4 separate regions of the Mus musculus genome follow, and all the other regions are linked to region 1. A link is a contact called in public HiChIP or PLAC-seq and promoter capture Hi-C data. All regions are on one chromosome and are shown on one strand. Each heading gives the region's core, a stretch centred on a gene start, on an enhancer-like site or on the middle of the called end of the contact. The rest is flanking DNA. Distances are from core to core; before and after follow the strand shown. Region 1 holds the start of Zbp1 (Z-DNA binding protein 1). Region 2 holds the start of Prelid3b (PRELI domain containing 3B). Region 3 holds the start of Ctsz (cathepsin Z). Region 4 overlaps Gm46781 (a long non-coding RNA gene).

The links. Promoter capture Hi-C pulls out the DNA fragments that hold promoters and counts their contacts. HiChIP or PLAC-seq counts read pairs in DNA pulled down with a chosen protein or histone mark.
Region 2: a contact with region 1 is called in a promoter capture Hi-C map of liver, with 5 times the contacts expected there. The contact joins the promoter of Prelid3b here to the promoter of Zbp1 in region 1. A contact is called at or near these places in 5 of 39 promoter capture datasets (the 3T3-L1 cell line, hippocampal neurons, liver and 1 more), 1 of 484 Hi-C or Micro-C datasets (B cells) and 1 of 115 datasets of contacts at active chromatin or transcription factors (double positive thymocytes).
Region 3: an H3K27ac HiChIP or PLAC-seq map of bone marrow-derived dendritic cells shows a contact between it and region 1, with 12 times the contacts expected there. The contact joins the promoter of Ctsz here to the promoter of Zbp1 in region 1. A contact is called at or near these places in 4 of 39 promoter capture datasets (the 3T3-L1 cell line, liver and pre-B cells) and 1 of 115 datasets of contacts at active chromatin or transcription factors (bone marrow-derived dendritic cells).
Region 4: a promoter capture Hi-C map of pre-B cells shows a contact between it and region 1, with 4 times the contacts expected there. The contact joins the enhancer-like site here to the promoter of Zbp1 in region 1. A contact is called at or near these places in 3 of 39 promoter capture datasets (hippocampal neurons, liver and pre-B cells), 2 of 115 datasets of contacts at active chromatin or transcription factors (memory CD8 T cells and thymic regulatory T cells) and 1 of 9 other capture datasets (liver).

The regions. Positions count from the first base shown.
Region 1 is chr2:173,217,328-173,220,387 of GRCm38.p6, forward strand. It overlaps Zbp1 (Z-DNA binding protein 1), which reads right to left and starts at 1,595. Exons shown (of 8, transcript NM_021394.2): 1 at 1,415-1,595. The coding sequence starts at 1,448.
Region 2 is chr2:174,471,524-174,474,725 of GRCm38.p6, forward strand. Prelid3b (PRELI domain containing 3B) reads right to left here and starts at 1,418. Exons shown (of 6, transcript NM_025531.2): 1 at 1,309-1,418. The coding sequence starts at 1,340. Gm38546 (a long non-coding RNA gene) reads left to right here and starts at 1,488. Exons shown (of 2, transcript XR_867090.2): 1 at 1,488-2,066; 2 at 2,291-2,586.
Region 3 is chr2:174,437,218-174,440,440 of GRCm38.p6, forward strand. It overlaps Ctsz (cathepsin Z), which reads right to left and starts at 1,822. Exons shown (of 6, transcript NM_022325.5): 1 at 1,533-1,822; 2 at 948-1,111. The coding sequence starts at 1,681.
Region 4 is chr2:174,600,255-174,603,788 of GRCm38.p6, forward strand. It overlaps Gm46781 (a long non-coding RNA gene), which reads right to left. Exons shown (of 2, transcript XR_003953979.1): 2 at 2,558-3,019. It also overlaps a transcript of Zfp831 not described here. Among named protein-coding and RNA genes, the nearest start is that of Gm46781, 5.0 kb to the right of the region's middle. Within about 2 kb of position 2,222, at least 105 of the 459 cell types and tissues checked have an H3K27ac peak or open chromatin away from gene starts, as enhancers often do. A contact at or near this core is called in memory CD8 T cells, pre-B cells and thymic regulatory T cells, where this site is marked.

The sequences.
Region 1 (3,060 bases), core at 345-2,844:
AGTCCCTTTCTCTCCTGCTCAGCACCCACATCGAAGGCATGGGTGTTCCCAGCCCAGGAGCCCAGCAGATAAGAAAAATGGGTCTCTCCTCCCTTGCCTGATACAGCAGGAGTCCTGAAAACCCAGCTCAGCTCTTTAACCCAGCCTCAATGTCATCTTCCAGATGCCTGCCTGCCAACTCCAGAAGGCTTCCTCCCAGAGCCCTCCACCCCTGCTAGCTACCCAGCCTCCTCCTCCGTGTCTAACCCTGAGGATCCCCAAGTTCCACCTCATGTCCCTTCCAGCACGTCTGTCTGCTTATCCATGAGTCTGCCTCTACCTTTCTTTCTTTCCTCTTGTGACAAAGTCTAGCTCAGGCTAGCCTGGAACTCATAGCAATCCTCCTGCTTCAGCCACAGCCCCACCCCAGGGTGGGGCTGGGGGTGGGGGTGGAGGAGGAGGAGGGTGTTGGGGGAAGGATTATAGCACTGAGCATCTATTCCTGACTTGGCTTTGCCTTGCCTTGTAAAACCTTTGCTGGGGAGTGTGCCCTGTAGTGGCCTCTCCTTCATTCCTTTCTCCCACTGGCCCCTAGGGACACACAAGGCAGGCCAAGCCTTCTCCAAAGGGTGAACTTGAAGGACTGGTTGCAGGGTCTGAAAGTGGGACTTTGGAAAGCAGAAGGCTGCAGGTGACAGGCTGGAAAGGTTAGCAGTGAAAGGAAACCATGGGAACCAGGTGACCTTAGTTCTGGTCTTTGCTTGGCTCCTCCCTGATAGCTTTTGAGCAACCACTTCTAGTATGTTGAAATAAGAAATGATTTTCAGCTGGGCGTGGTGGCGCACGCCTTTAATCCCAGCTCTTGGAAGGCAGAGGCAGGCGGATTTCTGAGTTCGAGGCCAGTCTAGTCTACAGAGTGAGTTCCAAGACAGCCAGGGCTACACAGAAAAACCCTGTCTCGAAAAAACCAAACCAAACAAAAGCAAACAAACAAAAAACAAAAATGAAGTGCTTTTCAAAAGATGAAGAAGAAAAGCAGTGAACTAAATCCTGCCCACAGCATGGCAGCCTCACACAGCCCTGCACCCCGCAGCCTCCCATAGCCCAGAAGCCCCTAGACAGGGTATGTAGTCTCAGCAAGGGTTCAAATAGGGCAGGAGAAGAGCTTGAATGTAAAATCAAAGTCACATCTCCTTATCAAAGCAAAGTCCTCTCTTGAAATGACAGTTCGGAGCCCGAGGGCTGTCACAGGCCTTGGTGACCTCATCAATGAGGTAAGGTGACATGAAGGATCTGGGGCACAGGATCCTTGAAGCAAGCTGACTTCCCTGTGGTGACCTCAGAATCCTGTTGCTGTCTGGGCCAAGGAAAGAGCTAGGAGCCTTAGAAACATCAGCTGGGACCCACGCGAGGTGAAGGAAGAGGTTTAGCTTACCTCCTGTGCTCAAGTCAACAGGAGCTTCTGCCATGCTCACAGCAGCCTTGGGGCTCCTTTAGGGCAGGGGGTGGCAGTTTCTGGCACTGTGGTCAGGCCTGGGGCTCTGAATCCACAGGCAAGAATGGCTGCTTGGACCTGCAGGCACCAGCTGTTACCATCCCGGAAACAAATACCCATCTGGCTCCATCCCCTCCCCGCCCTCCAGCTTTTCAAAGAAAGAGAAAATGAAACTTTGGTGTGGTTCTCGGAAAGAAAGGGTGTCGAAATCGAAATTGAAATCGGGGTGGGTGAGCAAGCTGGAGTTGGATGACTGTGTGACAGAGAAGAGAGGAGTCTTGGCCTCTGGGGTGGAGACTGGTCTCCCACCGGGAGAGCTCTATCTGAAGAGAACTCTGTGAAAGCCCTGTGAGGAGGAAGATAGATCTAGGAAAAGGCACCTACTGTGCCTCCCCCACATGCCCACAGGCAGGTGTAGTACCATCTACTCACATACCTTCTAGAAAAAGAGCCCCTTTTCTCACTTTCATAAATTCTCAGTGACCCGTGAACAGCTCAGACACTTCTCTGTTCCATATTACGTAAGAGGGGATCGGGGCTCACAGAGATGGCCTTGTGTCCACCACTCAGCTCACAATAATCCCAGAATCTGGGTCCCGGCTACAGGGTGGAGGTGGGGTGAGTGCAGAGGCCATGATCTTGGGACCTCTGTACCTGTCTGGTGTGCAGGTCACTGGTGCACAGGGCAAGACAGCAGCAGTCGTTGGAGACTAGAAGGAGGTGATGTGCCTGGAGGATGTCTGCCAAGCAAGCAGGAGGTGGCAGGTCCCCAGTCAGCTTCACCTTACAGAACCTGAAAGGGTCACCAAGGGACCAAGACCAGGCCAGGTCTACACAGCTTAGGATGGGCCTGTGCATGGGAAAATATTAACATTTCCAAGTGATTTTTTTATGACTTCCAGGGAGGAAAAACAGTGCCTGCAGAGCCAGCCAAGGAAAACAGAAACCGCACTGCCTGTTGCCACCCAAAATAAATAAAGTCGCTTTTAAATGAACTCTCAGCTGGCCCCATTGAGGGACACTGCCCAGGTTCCCTAGAGGCGCCATTTGAAAACTGACCACTAGGTGGCGCATGCTCACCAACCGCCTCTTGCCCAGGGGGTCTTGCTTGGTCCCTAACCAAGGTGGCTCCAGACTTAGCAGGGCTTCAGGACATGCCCTCCTCACTCCTTTCTTCAGCATTTTCCTCTTCCCTTCCCTTCCCTTCCCTTCCCTTCCCTTCCCTTCCCTTCCCTTCCCTTCCCTTCCCTTCCCTTCCTTACATTAGCTGACCTGCCTGGAAGGAGTCAGAGCCTCCTAGGTCAGTGACTCTCAACCATCCTAACTCTGCACGTCGTTGTGATCCCCACCATAGAAATGATTTTCATCAACACTTTGTAACCATAATTTTGCTATTGTTATGAAACATAATGTAAAGATCTGTGCTTTCTAATGGTCTTAGGTAGCCCCTGTGAAAATGCCACTTGACTCCTCCAGAGTACTCTACACATAATAAAGAAATGTTAAAAAACAAAAGATTTATTTATTTATTTCATGTATATGAGTGCTCTATCTGCATGTACCGTGTATACCAGAAGAGGGCATCA
Region 2 (3,202 bases), core at 168-2,667, 1.3 Mb after region 1:
TAAGTTCTAAGGATGACACTTTGGGCCAACAGCTCTGAAGCAAAGCATTCAGATGTAGAAGAGGACTGGGGTCCAGAACCCCTTGTTCTGAAACAGACAGCATCCTAAGGACCACAGCCCCTCAGTCCCAGAAGTGGTACAAACGTTGAGAGTCCCTTCTAGTTCTAGTAGTTTGTCCTTTCTGGGACACAGCAGGTACTCAGATATGATCTACTATGTAAAACTTCTTTTACAATTACCCTCAGTAATCAGGATTGGCATTTGTAGATTAAAAGGCACCATAAAGCTATACTATTAAAACAGTGTGGCAACATTGGCCAAGTGAGTGAAGGAGCTCAGATCATCTGGAAGTGGTTTCGGATGTAAGTCAACAATAACTATGACAAGATGACATTGTAGAATAGAGCACAATAAATCAGTCAGAAAGGAGGGCTGGAACAAGGCGTAAACCAGTTATTTAGGTAGAAAGCTCTGTTGTTCTTGTGTGTGGCACCATGAACCTGGGTGGTATAATTCCCAACACCCCACTGACTCTGATCCTGTTTCCCACTATAAGTTCAGAGAACCATAAAGCTGTGACTGGATGTGATAGCAGACACTGGCTATCAGTCAGCTGTCATGGCTGAGAGGAATAGGAAACAGAGGTGACAAATTATCTGCAAGAGCAGGCCCTGGTCTCTAGATCAAGAGATCTTGATCAAGAAATCAAGAGATCTGCTCTCCAGATTGACTGTCATCAATGTTTGGCATCATGGTAGCATGAGCTGAGACCAACAGGAAGACACTCCACGTGGGTGGCCAGCTTTCTAGATGTCCGTGGGGGTGAGGGGCGCTATAACATGGGGGATTTCAGTCAGAACAACCCAGGTCACTCAGGCCATCATGCCATCACTGGGGTTCAGCCACGACACCGTGAGTCTGTCAGGTATCAGTCAGGGCACTCCAGCCACCACAAGCCGTCGGGGTTCAGTCAGGTCCCGGTGAGTCTGTCAGGTATCAGTCAGGAAACTCCAGGATACCCTGGATACGTCGGCGCTCAGGACACCCCAAAACCCTGTGAAGCCCTCGGGCCTCGTGCTCTGTGACCCCTGGAGTCACTTCCGGATCAGGCTCGACGGCCCGCTCTTGTCTTCCGTCAGTGGCGACGGTGTGGGAGGAATTCCCAGGCCTGGGGACAGGGAGCCCTAGCTCGGGTCGGGGTCGTGACCTTGGCGATCCCCCCGAGTCCCGAGCTCCGCTTGTCTCGCTACACCCGACGCCAGGAAGTTCCCCGAGGGCGCCGGAGGCGGGCGCCGCACCCACACTCACTCAAAGACGTGCTCCGAAGTCCAGATCTTCATGGTGCCAGCTGCCTGCCCGGTGTCCCTCAGTGTCCGGGGACAGTGAGGCACAGAAGTTCGCCGGCCCCGCCCCGTCCCGGCCGGCCGGCCTCGCAGCGCGCAGGCGCCGTCGAGCCAGGCGCTAGGACGCCCGGAAGTGCCATCCCGCGGCCTAGCCAAGCCGGGTTTGGCTCCGCCCCGCGGCGCAGTCCTGCCCAGTCTTCTTGGCTCAGAGCAACCAAGCCCCGCCCCCCATGCTCGGCGCAATCAAGTCCCTCCTTCGTGAAGGCTCAGTGCGCCGGCGCAGAGCCGAAAAGTGAGGCGGCCGGCCGGCGCCGCACTACGCATGCGCGGGCCTTGGCGGCGGGACTTTTTGGCTGGTTTGGCGGGTTGCTGATATGTGTCTAAAGTTCTCATTGGATGTGGCTGAGCCTGGCGGCGTTTGCCAGAGTACGGTTTTGTGGTGTGGTCTTAGAGAGTTAGTCCCACCTCTTCAATCTAAGCAGTGGGGTGGCGGGACAGGGGTGGTTTCAATCAGCACCCGTGCCCTTGCCAGCCCAGGGTTGGTTACCCTTGGTGGAACAGGCCACCCAGACAGGGCTGGACCAATTGCTCTACGGTCATAGGTCATCTCCATCACCATTTCTCAGTGATGCCCACGCCCTCCTGTGCCTCCACAACTTCCTGTTACATATTCCTCAGCAATTACCACTCTGGAGTCATCTTGTTTATCTGTTAGCTCCCATTGTAAGTCATCCCCCAGAAAGCCAGCCCTGGCCTGTCTCCATCATGGCACTCAGCACCTCTGGATAGCAGGGGTTTAAAGGTTATTGAAAATGAAATAGTTATTTGAGGAATGAATTAATTAGGCCATTTAGTTTATCTGCTTGACTTCTAGTCTGTAGGCACGTGAGGGTGAGGCTCTTGCTAGGCTTGTTCAGTGATTTCCTCCCTGTACCTAATAATTACAGATGACATTCGTGAGAGAATGACTAAGAAGTGAGGGGGCAGGAGCGGATGGCATGTGGTTCTATTCAGAGATGTGCCGGGTAAGATGGACGAACTGCTTGGCTTGGGTTTCAGGTGTAGCTTCCCACCTCTGCGCACCCTGTTCCCCGCATCCTGTGCCTCCCGACAGAACAATTTGCCTTTTGAAATGACAGTTGGAGGAAAATCTTTGCATCTCGGTACTTAAAGAGCTACTTAGAATTACCCTTTGTCCCTAGTTTGTTCAATTGTTAAAAACAAATAAAGCCAGGTTAATTTAGGAGGGTGGATCATTTTTTTTTTTAAAATAGCCAAAGCAGTTTATATTTTAAAAGATAGAAAAATTATATTAGACAGGAAGGAAATAATATGGTTGGTAGCTGCTAAGTGTAATTTGTTTTACCTGGGGGATTATATATATATATATTCAGTACTTTGAGTGATTTCTTGGGGAGATAATGTTTTAAGGGCTGCTGAGAGGGCCCCAGCCTTTGTTAAGATGTGAAGTTAGTGCTGTGTATTACTGGCTCTAGTGCAGTCACTACAGAACAGTCAGTCCCTGCTGCCCTAGAGCTTCATGAAGCTGTTCACCAGCTAGCTGGCCAGCCTCCTCTGCCTCCTCCTCCTCCTCCTCCTCCTCTTCCTCTTTTCTCTTTTCTTTCTTTGCCCCCAGTTCAAGATTTTTTCTTTGTCAAAGTCATACCAGAAAACTTACTTCTTTTCCATTGCTCTCCAAAACATGACTGTACCAGTCTACTGATTTTGCTTCCTTCATCTGGAGTGATGGGGATGGATCGTTAGGTGGGTGGATGTCTGGGGTCCGATGGTCTTTTCTGTGTCTCCCTGTACTAAAAAATGCTAATAACTCTTTGGGGTTTGGAAAACAAGGTCTTCCT
Region 3 (3,223 bases), core at 572-3,071, 1.2 Mb after region 1:
ACAGACTGCCCTCAGACAGGAACCCCTCATCCTCAAAAGAGAGTCCAGGCTGATGGGCTGAACTGAAGCTGCCATCCATCTCACAACGCAGTCTCCCGACCTGAAAGAGGCTTCCTAGGCTGGGCACTGAGAGCCAACTGGCAGGCAAGACCTACATAAGCCCTACGGGCAAGAGCACTGCCATTTCAGTAATGAAATTTCATTTTCTTAATCCTCAACCTAGGCTCCACCTACAACAGACTTGGCCAAAAAGATACCCAATCAAGAGAGGACACTGGCTGAGTCCCACTCCCAGGCAGGAGACTCCCTTCCCCATTGGTTTCCAGGAACCACCTCTGGGGATGGCAAAGCTGAATCTCCATGCTACAGGTAGATTGGCACTCCCTGGCTCCTGCTTCCTCTACCAAGGAAGGGCACAGCAGCCCTCTGGGGCCTCTCTCTTCCTACTGAATGAACTTCTACTTGACTCTTGGGCGGCCAGGCTAAGGTTCGAAGAAGAGAGCTGGGGGGGCCATTTCGTACTGGGGAACATGTTCACCTCAAATGCCAGCTGCTACTGAGAAGCAGTTTCACTTCCACGCCCCACAAACCAACTGTGAACTCAGTGATTTTGCAACACCGGTCCCATGGTTCTCAATGGCTGAAGTCACAAGTTCTGAGGAAGGGAAGGTTCCTGGGAGCCACTTGTCACCAGATTCCAGCCCAAGCCTGTCCCACAGAGGCCCTAGTAGGCCCACAGGAGAGAACTCCAGAATGACACAGCCACCTCACTCTGGCTGAGGGGAAATCCAAGTCTGAATCATGGTACAGGGCCATGGGCCCCTGTAGCCCCGGGCTATGGCTATCATGGCTCACCTAAAGGTAGATTGGATGGTGAAGTGCAGCCACCCACCTGGCCAAGATACTGGCCCTGCCCTAGGCTTAGCATGGAGCGCCAGGCCACCTACCTGCCATGGCACTGGTGCTGCCGTGGGCCCAGCAGGAACCACAGTACTGTGGGATGTGCTGGTTCCTGGTGACGCTGGCATAGTTGACACCGTTCACATTTCTCCAGTCCCAATTCTTGGGGAGATCCGCTGGGGACAGGTACTCATGCGGCCGAGGATAAGTCCTGGGAGGACATCATGGCAATGGAAACCAACTCTGGAACGCATAGGGCCTCCCCTCTCCCTACCCCCACCAGGGCCACAAATCCAGTCATTTCTCCTGTTGGCCTTCTTCCCAAACTGTGGTCGGTTCAGAACTTGACCCAGAAGAGCCACCAGCAGAACCCAGGACTATTGGAAGCTGAATGTGACAGAGCATCTCCGAAATACGCTAATGCTCACTAACAAAGGCAGTAGAGGCGAGAACTGCCCAAACCAGCAAACCCCAGAGCTCCCCGGATGTGAAAATCATCCCAAAAGGAAGGGATGGGATTTGTGCTTCCCAGGCCTAATGAGGGAGGATGGGGCAAGGTCCCAAGTGTCAGGGGGTGCGCGCCTGGCCTAGAAGTTGACCCTTTTCCTCCCTAGGCACAGCCCCGCGCCCACCTGCGCCCCAGCAGAGCCAGCTGGTCCCCGCGAATGGGATGGTAGCAAGTCTGGCCCGAGCGGAAGTAGAGTCTGGCCCGTGCCGCACTCGCCAACAGCAACATCAGCAGCACCAGGGGCAGCTGCTGCACCGACCCCGACGACGCCATGCTCCTGCTCCGGGCCAATTCGGATCCTGGATCACGCGCAGCACCTTCGACCTCTTGACCCGACCCGCAGGCCCACGCGCTCGGGACGCCCCGCCCGGTCCTTTAGGAGGCGCCCAAGTTGGACACACCCCGAGGGCGGGGCCTTCCCCGCTGCTCCTGCCCCCGCCCCGCCCCGCTCGGCAGCCCCCAGGAGATAATCTGCCTCACTAGGAATCAAACAACCGGATCAGCAGAACCTGGGGTCACACAACCAGACCCCAGACCTGACAGTGCCACCAGCCATTGTGATAACACGGACTGACAGCAAAACTTAAGTTTACTATTCAGAGACCCAGGCATCCTGGAGCAGGGTAGGGCTCAGCAGGCTTCCATTGGCCCACTCAGCCCAGATTCTTTTGTTTCTCTGCTCTGGAGTGTGGTGCAGTGTCCCATTAGGTTAGGTCTCCCTAGGAGCGCACAGAGATATCCTGAGGCTGGAAGAAGGTGTGGGTCATACCCAGCATTGGACTCTAGCCTGGCTTTCTGAGCCCCTCCTCTCCACCCCCCAAGACCCAGGCTTTTCCTGAAGAGACAGCTCTCCTTCACAGAGAAGGATCCTTCCAGGATTACTCTTTTCTTTTTTCTTTTTTTTCTTTTTTTTCACTTGGCACATATATCGTGAGTCCCTGGGGTTCTGGAAAGGGTCCCTGCTAACCAGACTCTTCCAAGATGAGGAACTGAGAAAGAAGTGGGACCTGGCCAGCCTAGGTTTCGTAATGGGAGAATTTCCCCTTCCCCCTGTGCCCCGTGAGCTATTGTCAGCAGTCCCAGGCCACAAAGCTATCTCTTCTTCTGTAAGAAACATCCCCTGGTGTTTTATCTCAGGCTCTCTCCAGGTGGTGGGTGTGAGATTCCTGATGCGCGATGGCCAGTGGGGCTACAGCCATTCCTCTGTCTGTGGATAGGGGCAGTCAGAAATCATAATGGCTGTCTTGCTGCCTGCCTTTCCAGATCACCCAGGATTCCAACAAGACTCAAAAGCCTGCTGGATACCTCCTGTCAGAGAGCAGAACAAGACCTCAGAAGCAAACTTGGGGCTACCCTTAACAACGCAAGAGTTTTGTTCCCTGTTGCTATAAAGTAGTCACGGAGGCAAATGAACACTGGCATCTGTATGTTGAAATCTTTCATCCTGGGGGGTCATGGCAACCTCTCCCTTCTGCTGGGTGGTAAGTAGCCTGGTAGGAATGAGGGCCTCCCAAGGCCCAGGCAGAGACCTGAGTTCCCTAAGCCAGTTCTCCCCAGTAGTGACCATGCATTGACCTTAGAGCCCTTCGGTCCACTCTGGGGGAGTGTCGCCTCCCACGTGGGTTCCACATGGGCTCTCTCTCGCAGGAAGGGGACAATTGGTCTTGGCGATTCTATGGCATCCCACAGGCAAGGTCTAGTGAAGAGCACAATAGGGCAGCAGCGTTTATCGGGAGAGTGTGTACTCAGTGTGCTCACGGTCCCAAGTTCAATCCCTGGCACAGATAACGAGCAAATGAATGAGTGGAGTTTTAA
Region 4 (3,534 bases), core at 972-3,471, 1.4 Mb after region 1:
AGCTGAAATTAGTGTGTGGTTGGGGCCGGGGGCCGGGGGGATGTTGGGTCATGGCTTGGAATAAGAAAGAGAGGCCCTGGGGAACATTTCTAATACTTCAGGAAGAGGGGTACTGGCTCTGACAAGGTCATTTTTATCTCCCTCCCCCCTCAAAGCCTGATTCAGTTTCAAGAGTTAAGTCTGCTCTTCTGAAGAACTACATCAGAGCAGGAGGCCCCTGGCATGGGGCCATGTTTTCCAAGGAGAAGACAGAGGCAGTGGGCAGGTTGAGAATAGGCAGAAGTAAGAATGGATGGGCAGGAGCCATTCATGGTCTGAGGTAACTGCCTCAGTGTATTAACATCATCACAAGACCAATGAGAACACGGTAACCCATCTACCGTAGTCCTGTCTGAAGAGACAAACCACCCTTGTGTTCTCTTCAGTGATCTAGAATATTCTCCCACAGCTGGGACTGAGCCTGAACCGTCCATGGCCGTGACTTACATCAATGGAGGCCAGCACACAGGTTTCATCGGTGAATAAATGCCTTCTGGTTGGCCAATGCAAGGCTAGGTCTCAGATGAACTCATCAGAATAGCGTAAAAATAGCCCCACTGTGCTCAGAGGCATATGAGAGTTCCCTCTGTAGAGTGAAGAAATTGGGAGCACGGAGAAATTCCGATGATCATGGCCAGTTTTACATTCCCAGGCCCTGGGGGAGAATCTCCTTTTCTTAGACTACGAAGCCTCTCTGGATAATGGGCAAATCTGGTTGTGCGCCAGCAGGACACTGACTCAGGTGTGATGTGGTCACCTCCATTCTCCCTTGGCATTCAGATGATTGCATCAAGGACCGTGAGCTATATCACTGTAGATTCATAGGCCTGAGTGTGTTTTAGCCCCTACACACCTCAAGTTCCCTGGCCACTTTCTTTCAGTCCTCCTCTGAAGCACCTTCGACCTAGGAGAAGGGGGCTAGATGGATGCTATAGGCGGGGCACACTGTTCATGAGGGACAGATGCGAAGGACAGGTCTCCATTAGTTATGAAATCCTCTGGTCCCTTCTAGGCTAGCCATACTTGAACCACAGGTACACAGTTACATCTTGGTGAAGCCAAGAGGAAAATGGTTTTTCGAGGTGCCTGGCCTCTGTTGGAGGTCTGACCATAGCATGCCATTAGCAACCTGTGAGAGCCCAAGGGGTTACTTCAGTGCCCCAGCTGCTGTGGATGCTTAGGGTTTAACCATTCACATGGAAGCAGACATGGTGGAAACATATGTTCCCAGAAGGAAGATCTGTCTCATGAAGGTGGTGGGGGCAGGGAAAAGTGATGCCTTGTGTTACGTCATCTTTGCAACTTGCCCGAAGGGTGGGGCCTGCCCAGTGCTACTTTATGGGAAGAATGTGGAGTCTTGTGTTTTAAGTTTTGGATTTTTATCTCTCAATACACTCCATGATCTATCCTCTGGTCTTACCGTACAATTCCTCTTCTTCACAAATCTCGAAGGAAACTGTCACTCTTGGGTGAGCCACATGTTTTCTAATAGTGTCCCTGTTCCCCAGGGTGAAAAGCTTGTCCTGGCAAAGCCCTTAGATGCAGAGCTCTCCCTAGTTACCACACATGGCTCATAGGCAAGCTTGACGGGCGTTCTCTAGTCTTTCCTGGTTCTCAGGTAGCCTAGGATGGTCCGGAACGTGCTACATAGTTGAGAATGACCTAGACAGTCTGATCTTCCTGCTGCCACCTTCTGATGGTGGGATGACAGGTGTGCTATGCACTCTGCAGATCACAAACCCAGGGCCTGATGCATGCTAGACAAGCGCTCTACCAACTGAGCCACACTTCCATCCCTGGCTCCTTCAGTCATGGCTCTGAGGAGCCAGTAGAACTGGGGCTTAACCTCAGATGCTGAGCTCTGCCCCATCCTGCATGGTGCCTAGCTTAGATAAAGACTTAAAGACTGTAATGGAGTAAGTCTAGCATCATACCGAATATGAATCAAGGAAAGCAGAATGCAGCCTGACGGAGAGCTCTCTGTAGATAACCATGGGGCTGGATTCCTGCTCCAGCCCCTGGACTGACACAGCCTGGCCCACATGCAGCCCCCTTCCACCACCAGCCCTCCCGCCCCAAGCTGTAGCCCCTGCCACAGCTTGCCTCTTCCTCTGTGACCTGCCACAGGCCTCACATCCTGTGAGGAGGCCCTAGAAACCAGTTCTGTTGATGAAAACACTCGCGCTCTTCACCACAGGAAGCATGGGCCTCACGTTCACAGTGATAACCGCCCAGTCTCTTCACAGAGAGTAGAGGGGAGCACAGACTAGCTTTGTACCTAGATTAGGAAGCATGTGTTCCCTCCCCTCCCCCTCAACAATTCTCAATTCACCTCACATGAAGCCTCCTGCCCCCCCTGCTTCCTATCCGAGAGTAGGAAGCAGGACATTTGGGAAACAGAGACCATGTCCCCCAGAGCTTTGTAAGAACAGTAAGAAAACAGGATATTAGTAATGACAGGAGCCCCCTGGCCTCGGCCCCAGGTAAGGCGTTTAGATAAAAATCTAGGACACCCGGCTAAATTTTAAATTTCAATTAAACAGTGACTATTGTCTTGATACAAGAAGGTCGTATAGAAGCAGTTCTTCCTAAAACACTACTCAACTGTTCCCAGGAAATATCAATTTAACTAAGAGTCCTGTAGTTTTGAGTTTGTGACAACTAGTCACTGAGGCCTAGGGAACCGACTTCTTCACCCAGAGGCCGTTCTGAGCCCTGTGCTGCAAATCAAGAGCTCCCTCCATGCAAGCAATACTTCACTCTGGACATTTTACATCGGGAGTTTTTGTACAGAGCTGTCTTGGTATGCATTGTCCAGAGGAGAAACTGAGGCTGTGAGGCTGTGCGAGTTGCTGAAGTGATCTGATCTGATCTGCCAGCTCCTAGACCGTCTCCATGCGTAGTACTCACTGGCAGTGGGTGGGCGAGCGGCGGCGCCAACTTCAGAGAGGCAGTAATAACAGGTTAGCTTGGGAAAGCTCTGTGCAGAGATGGGAAGGGTTGTGTCAACACATGCAAATTATATGCAAATACACTTGGCCCTCCTGGCAGGCTCACCTAGGTGGGAGATCCATGAGCAGTCCCCCATTGCCCATGGGCTTCTAACAGGGGCAAGGGTAACAGGTTGATAGCCCCTTGTGTTCCCAGCGCACGTGGGCTGGGGTGAGTGCACACCCGAGTTCTCGTGTTCTCTCTTCTCGGATGTGGATGTGAGGGGGCTGGTGTGGAGGTGGATACATGAGGCTATGGGGCGTGGTGATGTGTGCGTGACCTGCCACCTTGATCTGTGTATTCCCAGCAAGCCACAGGGCTCCTGTCTCCTCAGATAACCTCCTCCAAAGCTTTGGTGTTGCTCTATGGAGAGAAGGAAGCATCCCCTTGGGACTGTGTCTACTGAGATGCCCTAGGACCAGAGAGAGTCCTTGGAGGATAATCCTTTTCTCAACAATACTACAATTAGCATTGATGCTATACCTGGCCCTGCGGCTAATGCTG